2 separate regions of the Mus musculus genome follow, and region 1 is linked to region 2. The links are chromatin contacts, called in public promoter capture Hi-C maps. All regions are on one chromosome and are shown on one strand. Each heading gives the region's core, a stretch centred on a gene start, on an enhancer-like site or on the middle of the called end of the contact. The rest is flanking DNA. Distances are from core to core; before and after follow the strand shown. Region 1 holds the start of Eef1e1 (eukaryotic translation elongation factor 1 epsilon 1). Region 2 holds the start of Mrpl32 (mitochondrial ribosomal protein L32).

What was found. Promoter capture Hi-C pulls out the DNA fragments that hold promoters and counts their contacts.
Region 1: a promoter capture Hi-C map of pre-B cells shows a contact between it and region 2. The contact joins the promoter of Eef1e1 here to the promoter of Mrpl32 in region 2. A contact is called at or near these places in 1 of 39 promoter capture datasets (pre-B cells) and 1 of 484 Hi-C or Micro-C datasets (CD4 T cells).

What each region holds. Positions count from the first base shown.
Region 1 is chr13:38,656,604-38,660,735 of GRCm38.p6, reverse strand. It overlaps Eef1e1 (eukaryotic translation elongation factor 1 epsilon 1), which reads left to right and starts at 1,708. Exons shown (of 4, transcript NM_025380.2): 1 at 1,708-1,829. The coding sequence starts at 1,743.
Region 2 is chr13:14,611,479-14,615,533 of GRCm38.p6, reverse strand. It overlaps Mrpl32 (mitochondrial ribosomal protein L32), which reads left to right and starts at 2,497. Exons shown (of 3, transcript NM_029271.2): 1 at 2,497-2,642; 2 at 3,930-4,055. The coding sequence starts at 2,516. Psma2 (proteasome subunit alpha 2) reads right to left here and starts at 2,292. Exons shown (of 8, transcript NM_008944.2): 1 at 2,219-2,292. The coding sequence starts at 2,259.

The DNA of each region.
Region 1 (4,132 bases), core at 459-2,958, about 24 Mb before region 2:
CTGGGCCCCATAGTTCAAATCACCCTCAGCATTGTTTTCCATGCCCCTACTAGGAAGGTCCATTAAGTTTCACTTATAGCATCCAAAGACTTTTCTAGTCCAAGTCCCAAAGTCTTCCATATTCCCCCAATGTTGCGGCCGCCAGCAGCTCGCAACATGAACGGTTCGACTGAGAAGGCCACTCGAGCTGTAAGAGAGGAATCTAGACGGGGCGAAAGAAGAAACGGAGCTAAGACAAATTCATTCTGATCAAAGCTCAAATTTTATTGTTGCGACACTAGTTATAAAGGAAGGGGGAGGGGACCCAACTCCCGACGAATAATCTCTGGTCCAGTAGAAAGGTGCACCTCCGCAGGTTCTAGCAGTGGGCGTGGCAGAACGAATGAGCAGGAAGCTCCACCCCTGAACAAGCAGGTTTCAGGCTGGGGGAGGGGAGACTACACCCCAACAAACAGAATAATCAAGCCTGTCACAGCAACATCTTGGTTCCTGGTACCAGCTTCTGTCTTGGTCACTGTTCATTTGCCTATAATCACCATTTTTATTCAAACCACCACATAAGGATTCAACTTGTCTCAGTTAGAGTTTCTATTGTTGTAAAGAGACACCATGAGTTACTATTAACTTTTATAAAGAAAAACATTTAGTTAGGGCTGCCTTACGGGTTCAGAAATTTAGTCCATTATCATTACAGTGAGTCTCATGGCCCCAGGCAGGCAGACATGATGCTGAAGGAGCCAAGAGTTTTATATCTGGATCAGCAGGAGGCAAGGAAAAAAAAAAAAAAAGAATGCCACTAGGATCTGAAACCTCAAAGCCCACCCCCACTGCCACATTTTCTCTAACAAGGCCACACCTACTCCAACGAGGTCACGCCAATAGTGACACTCCCGGTGAGCATATGGAGGCTCATTTTCTTTCTTTTGGGGGGGGGGGAGAGGAGGGGTTCGAGACAGGGATTCTCTGTGTATCCCTGGCTGTCCTGGAACTCACTTTGTAGACCAGGCTGGCCTCGAACTCAGAAATCTGCCTGCCCCTGCCTCTGCCTCCCGAGTGCTGGGATTAAAGGCGTGCACCACCACGCCCGGTTGGGGGCTTATTTTCGTTCAAACAACCACAGATCTCAAGTTCCCTTGCTAGGTCACTGGCCCTTATCCTTATTTTAATTTAAGATTGTTCTATAATTTTCTTATTTGGAGAACTATTTGACGAGTTTGGGAATCAATGCTTTATATTTATAAAACAAATAATCTAAATTATTCTTCTGATCTACAATAGTTTTATAAGCATTGTAATGAATGATTCAATCTTTAAGATTCGGATACATTCAGCCAGGCAGTGGTGGTGCATGCCTTTAATCCCAGCATTTGGGAGGCAGAGGCAGGCGAATTTCTGAGTTCGAGGCTAGCCTGGTCTACAGAGTGAGTTCCAGGTTAGTCAGGGCTATACAGAGAAACCCTGTCTCAGAAAACAAAACTAAGATTCGGATACATTCTTCTGTGAAACTGTCTACACTCCGTGCTCTCCTCTGCCTACTGTGAGCAATCCACCGGACTCCGAATGTGGTTGGCCCCGCCCTTAATTACGAACCGCCCCCTGCCTTGAGCTGACTCCGCCCCTTTCGCGCAGGCGCGCTTGCCGTCCTCCCAGCCAATCGTGGGAGACATCTGTGGGGCCGGACTTCCTGCTCAATCAAGGTCCTAGCTGTGCAGGCCCCGCCTCCCTAGGAGCTGGGCCAGAAGATGGCGGCGGCCGCGGAGTTGAGGCTGCTGGAGAAGAGTCTGGGACTGAAGCCGGGGAATAAGTACAGTGCTCAGGGCGAGCGGCAGGTGAGGCGCAGCGGTAGGAAAGCAGCAGGGCGGCGGGGTGACCCGGAGCCTACGCGACCCGGCCGGGGCATCGGAATGGACTCCGCTCCCCACGTGCGTGCGGGGCGGGCCGCGTGGCTCGGTCTGGACCTCCAGGCAAATGTCACCGTCCTCCCCTCGGGGAGCAGAAAGCCAGTTCGCGGAGGCCTGGGCAGAGTCAGGGGTTCAGATCCCTGTAGGCGGCCGTTAGCCGTGCCTGGTCCTTTCATTCAGCGACCGCCTTTCCAGCGGCTGGCCGGGCGAGCGGTACAGATTCCTGGAAGCCGCCTGGCGGAGGGAACACGGAATAGGACCCTGCTCATTCTGGCGACACACCCGCTTGGATGTGCATTGTGCAGAGAATTGAGGAAGATTCCGGGTGTGGGGCAGTGGAATGCTTGGTGAGATAGAAGAATCCTGATTTCTTAGGGTGTAGAAAGTGAGTCCTTTGTAACTCATCATTTGCCGTAGAAAGATGGTACTAGAGGAAGAATGGTAGTGGGAAACCATAGAGTGTGCCTTGAACGGGATTCCAGATCTAGATGGCTTGTTCCTGTTTGGGCCCAAAGGTTTTGTTTTGTTTTGTTTTTTCCTTTAATGTCTAAATCGTAGCGGTATTGTGGGGTTCACAGTAACTTAATGTGGCACCTGGAAAGGTTAAATGACTTGCCTGCCGTAGGCTGCGAAGGCCATCCTCCCCAGAGGTGATGTGCTCTGTCCTCAGCCCAGTTTCCTTTGCACACCCTCTTTTTTGGCTTTGCCGAGACATGAGAGACAGTCTTGCTTTCAAGGCATGAGGGACAGTCACCAGCAATTAAGGGCCCAATAGGACAAGCGACAGGGGAGGAATACATTGAGGACAGTGGCACAGTGCCACAGAGGAGGTGGGATTTAAGCTTCAGTGAGAAGCTGGTGTTCAAGAGATTAGACTTGGAAGGATGTAGAAAACCAGTGAATTACTATGTAAGTTTGGGTCCAGTAAGCCACCCAAAACAGAGTAGTGCAATACAGAATAAACCCAAGTTCAGTCTTAGACCAAGTTCAGTTTGAAGTTCAGAGTTGGGTTTTAGTGCCTTGTGTAATGGAAACGTTTCACAGTGAGTCCCAGTTGAAAGTTTCTGGTTTTCTGTGAGTACAGACCAAAGACTAGAGATGAAATCACCGTGTTTCCTTAGTTGAAAACTAACCACAGTACACCAGCAGTTACGATGTGCTCAGCGAGATTCCCAATAATAATGACAAGGAACAGTCTAAGGATCCAACTGTAGGAGCAAGGTCCATTAGATTATGGTACATCAGTACATGAGGAAACTACTACTTATCCACCCGCTAGAAGTAGCTCACATCAGGACTTGGGGAGCTGAGAAAGGTGGATCACCAAGAGTTCTCGGCCAGCCTGGGCTAAGGACTCAGAACCTGCCCCCTCACCACCACCACCACCACCAACAACAACCCACCCCCAACCCTGCCAAACGTGATTGCTTTGAAGGCTACGGAATCCCAGAATTGTTATGAAAATAATGTTTCTGATAATTAAACATGCATTAAGAATTGTGCGTGTTAGATTATATATACACCTATATACAACATTTCAGTGTTATATAAATCGTTAAGAACTGCCATGTGGGTGCTGAGACTTGAACCCAGGTCCTCTGGAAGAGCAGCTAGTGCTCCTAACCTCCCAGCCATCTCTTTTCTCCCCAGATTTGGTTGGGTGGTTTGGGTTTTGTTTGGTGGTCCTAGGTTTGGTTTGGTTTTGGAGACAAGGTCTCACTAAGTAGCTCTGGCTGTCCTGGAACTCACCGTGTAGATCAGTCCTTGTCATTTTGAGTGACCTGAGTAAGTCTGATCGCATGAAGAGGTGATAAACATTGCTTACAGCTGGAAATATCTGGTTGCTGGTACAAGTGTCTCAGCCTGGCCACTCCCCTGTGGTGGTAGTTTTAGAGATGAGTAAAGAGTATTGGTATAAGAGACAAGCCAGGTGCTGAGCCACTGCTACACATAGTCTCCTCAGACCTCTACACATAGTCTCCTCAGACCTCTACACATAGTCTCCTCAGACCTCTACACATAGTCTCCTCAGACCTCTACACATAGTCTCCTCAGACCTCTACACATAGTCTCCTCAGACCTCTACACATAGTCTCCTCAGACCTCTACATATAGTCTCCTCAGACCTCTACACATAGTCTCCTCAGACCTCTACACATAGTCTCCTCAGACCTCTACACATAGTCTCCTCAGACCTCTACACATAGTCTCCTCAGACCTCTGGAGACTTG
Region 2 (4,055 bases), core at 1,248-3,747:
TTGTGAAAACATTGAGATGTTTGTTATATAAAAGACTCAAGGACTGAGGATGTAGCTCCTATGGCAGAGTGCTTGTCTAGAATGCATGACACAGCATAAATAAGGTATGGGCGTGCATTACTAAAATCCCGTCACAGAGCAAGTGGGGGCAGAAGGATAAGCTGAAAGGCATCCTTAGTTACTGGCCATTTGAAGCCAGCCTGGGTCACCAATAATTCTGACACAAAAAGAAATTAAATAACTAATAACTTAAAAACTCAGTCCCTCACGATCTATGTCCATTTGTCTCAGCTATAATGAAACCACTTAGGACCGACCGTATTTGTTTTGTTTACAAATATAAGCGACTACCATGCAAAATTTAGTCTCTGTCAATTATATAATGAAATCATTTGCTAAGGAATTTAATGGAATTCATTTAAAGATTTCAAAATAATAACATTAACTCACTTCTTATGTGAAACTGTAAAGGGCAATTCTCAAAAGATAATATATTGTAACAAAAAGTCTATTAATTGTTTTCAAAACCAACAAGGTTTGAGTCCTGATTTACCTATTTGTGGACAACCTTGAAAAAGTTCAATTGTCCAGGTTCATCTATAACTCATTATACATAGGTGGTAATGGAAAAACCACTACTAGTTACTGTTATATTCAACAAGTAGATCCTGGCTGCCTTCAGCTGTCAGTCCTTAAGAAAATGGTCAACTGGAGGGCATCATCCTGAGTGAGGTAACACATTCACAAAGGAACTCACACAATATGTACTCACTGATAAGTGGATATTAGCCCAAAACCTAGGATACCCAAGATATAAGATACAATTTGCTAAACACATGAAACTCAAGAAAAATGAAGACTGAAGTGTGGACACTATGCCCCTCCTTAGAAGTGGGAACAAAACACCCTTGGAAGGAGTTACAGAGAGAAAGTTTGGAGCTGAGATGAAAGGATGGACCATGTAGAGACTGCCTTATCCAGGGATCCACCCCATAATCAGCATCCAAACGCTGACACCATTGCATACACTAGCAAGATTTTATCGAAAGGACCCAGATGTAGCTGTCTCTTGTGAGACTATGCCAGGGCCTAGCAAACACAGAAGTGGATGCTCACAGTCAGCTAATGGATGGATCACAGGGCTCCCAATGGAGGAGCTAGAGAAAGTAGCCAAGGAGCTAAAGGGATCTGCAACCCTATAGGTGGAACAACATTATGAACTAACCAGTACCCCGGAGCTCTTGACTCTAGCTGCATATGTATCAAAAGATGGCCTAGTCGGCCATCACTGGAAAGAGAGGCCCATTGGACACACAAACTTTATATGCCCCAGAACAGGGGAACGCCAGGGCCAAGGAGGGGGAGTGGGCGGGTAGGGGAGTGGGGGTGGGTGGGTATGGGGGACTTTTGGTATAGCATTGGAAGTGTGAATGAGCTAAATACCTAATAAAAAAATGGAAAGAAAAAAAAAAAAAAAGAAAGAAAATGGTCAAAACACAGTCCTTTGTCTAAGTTCATCCATGATGGTTTTTTCTTAAACAGGGAACAATAGTTCCCCTTAACTGCACTTTGAGAAAATATATATAACTCTTTAATTCTTTCTCCCAAAACATAAGGGTCTAAAATCGTTTTAAAGCAATTTGTTAGTGGATCAAGCAAAATACAGAGGTTATCAGTTTGCATGTGCCACAAAAACTTGACAGGAAATCAGCGCCTTCATTTTATACTTCTTAAGCTTCTACAGGAGCACAGGCGAAACCGAAAGCAGTGTGAGCTTCAAAGCACATCGCTGCTAAACAGAGACTAAAACTAAGATTTAACAGCAAATAAGGATCTCCCAAAAGAAAAAGGACGTCTCACACGTCCCATAAGGAGTCTGGGTTTACAAAGCTCTCGCTCAGGCCTAGCCGGGCCAGTAAAGAAATCCTGGACCTGAAGAGAGCAGCTGAAAACAGACTATCTCAAAGCACCCTTCTCCTAGTCTAGAAGGAGAGCCAGTGCTTAGTGCTTGGCTTGGGGCCTCCCGTCCCTCGGCCCGCAACACGGCCGGCCTCAGCCAGGGCCCAGGCCTGGCACGGAACATGACTCTGCAAAGCTACGAGTCCAGCTCCGTCACCGTGCACTCCTACGCAAACACCAGCCAGGTCCGACACACGGGACCATGTCTGGGGCGCTCCTGTGATCTGCGACGCATGGAACCTGCGGGTCCCCCGAATACCTGAATGTAGTCAGCGAGAAGCTGTAACCGCGCTCTGCCATCTTTACCCGGAAAGTCGGAACACAGCCACGCACATGCGCAGTAAGTATGCTTCCTTTAATTTTTTTTTTCTTCTTTGCTCTGATTGGAGGAGAGTCACCTAGGGGTAGCTGGGAGTTGGAGTTTTTGGATCACAGCGGTCTTTGACCCTTGCGCATGCGCAAGAGGGGCCTGCGCATGCTCTGAGCGAGGAGGCGGGGAAGTGGGCGGACTTAACGCATGCGCTCAGCCCGCGTCCCGCTCTGTCTTGAGAAGATCATGGCTCCTTCGTTGCTGCTGCTTTCACTACCATGGCCGGTGCGTCCCGGACCGCTCCAGAGGTGCTGGGAGCTGCTACAACGGCAACTGCAGCAGAGCTGGAGTCGCTTTGTCAGTCCTCCGTGGGGTCCGTAAGGAGAGAGTTCGTGGAAAGAGGGTTGGTGAGGGCTTCCGGGTTGTAGCGTGGTTTTTGGTTGGTTGATTGGTTCGTTATTTTATTTGTTTGTTTGTTTATTGGTTATTTATTTATTTATTTATTTATTTATTTATTTATTTATTTATTTATTGAAACTGTCACCGTAGCCAGGGTGGTCTAGAACTCACTGTATAGCCCAGGCTAGCTTCGTATTTATTTATTTATTTATTTATTTATTGAAACTGTCACCGTAGCCAGGGTGGTCTAGAACTCACTGTGTAGCCCAGGCTAGCTTCGAGCTCCTGGTATCTTGGGCGTTAAATTTGAGATTGCTGTATTATTTACAGTGTATCGCAAAAGTGATAATGCCCAGTCTGAACAGAGATATATTTTATTATATCTCAAGCGCAGCATAATAAATAATTGTCTCCATGTTCTACCTGAGATAATCATTTCAGTCCATTCGTTGTCTAATAGGCCTGTGCTTGGACAGTTTATGTAGTGGTAAGAAGTCCTAAGAATTGAACGAACGTTCGCAAGTCTGAAGAACATAAGAAAGGGTAAAGAAGTGATCTAAGCAATTTAGAAAAACAAAGGTGAAACACTTGATAATCTCATAAATAATAAATCTTTTCTTAGAACACAGGTTAAGATTAAATATTAAGGAAAAATTTAATGGCTTTAGGAACCTACCAGGTTTAAAGAAAAAGGACCTAACTGGATCAGGATAGTGTGGTACAGATGACCATTGTAGTCATCTCAGTGATGTGAGTGAATGTAGGGAGTCTCGGGATTAGATTACTTGTACACTACTTATTACTGAACTGCAGTGTCCCGGATTATATACGGAGGAAATGCTTAGTAGAGTAGCCTGGCTGCTTTGGTAGCTTGCAATAAGAAAGCATTCCAGTTGAAGTATTTTAAATTGCCTTTTATATGAGCTTTAGTATATTTTAATAGCTGGGGATTATTACTAATGTTTGTTGTGTTTAACATTCAAAACTATTTATGTCAGGCCAGCCATATGGCTCAGTAGTAAAGGACCTTGTTGCTAAGTCTCAGGACCTGGGTCCTAGCCCCATGGCCAGTATGACGTAAGGAGAGAACTAACTCTGAAAGCTGTCCTCTGACCTTACATGTGCACATATACTCACAAACACATATAATTTATAGGTGTGTATATTTAGTGACACTACACATGTTGACTGTTAAAGGAAATAGTGGCTGTATTCATTTAGGAACTCCGAGTTGATTCGGCATCTCTGTTTTGTTTTATAGCACCAGCATTAGCCGTCCAGAGACCATCCATCCTCACAGAGCTAGCACATGATACTTGTGAAAATAAAGAGAATTCCAGCTTTTTAGATAGTATCTTTTGGATGGCAGCTCCCAAAAACAGACGCA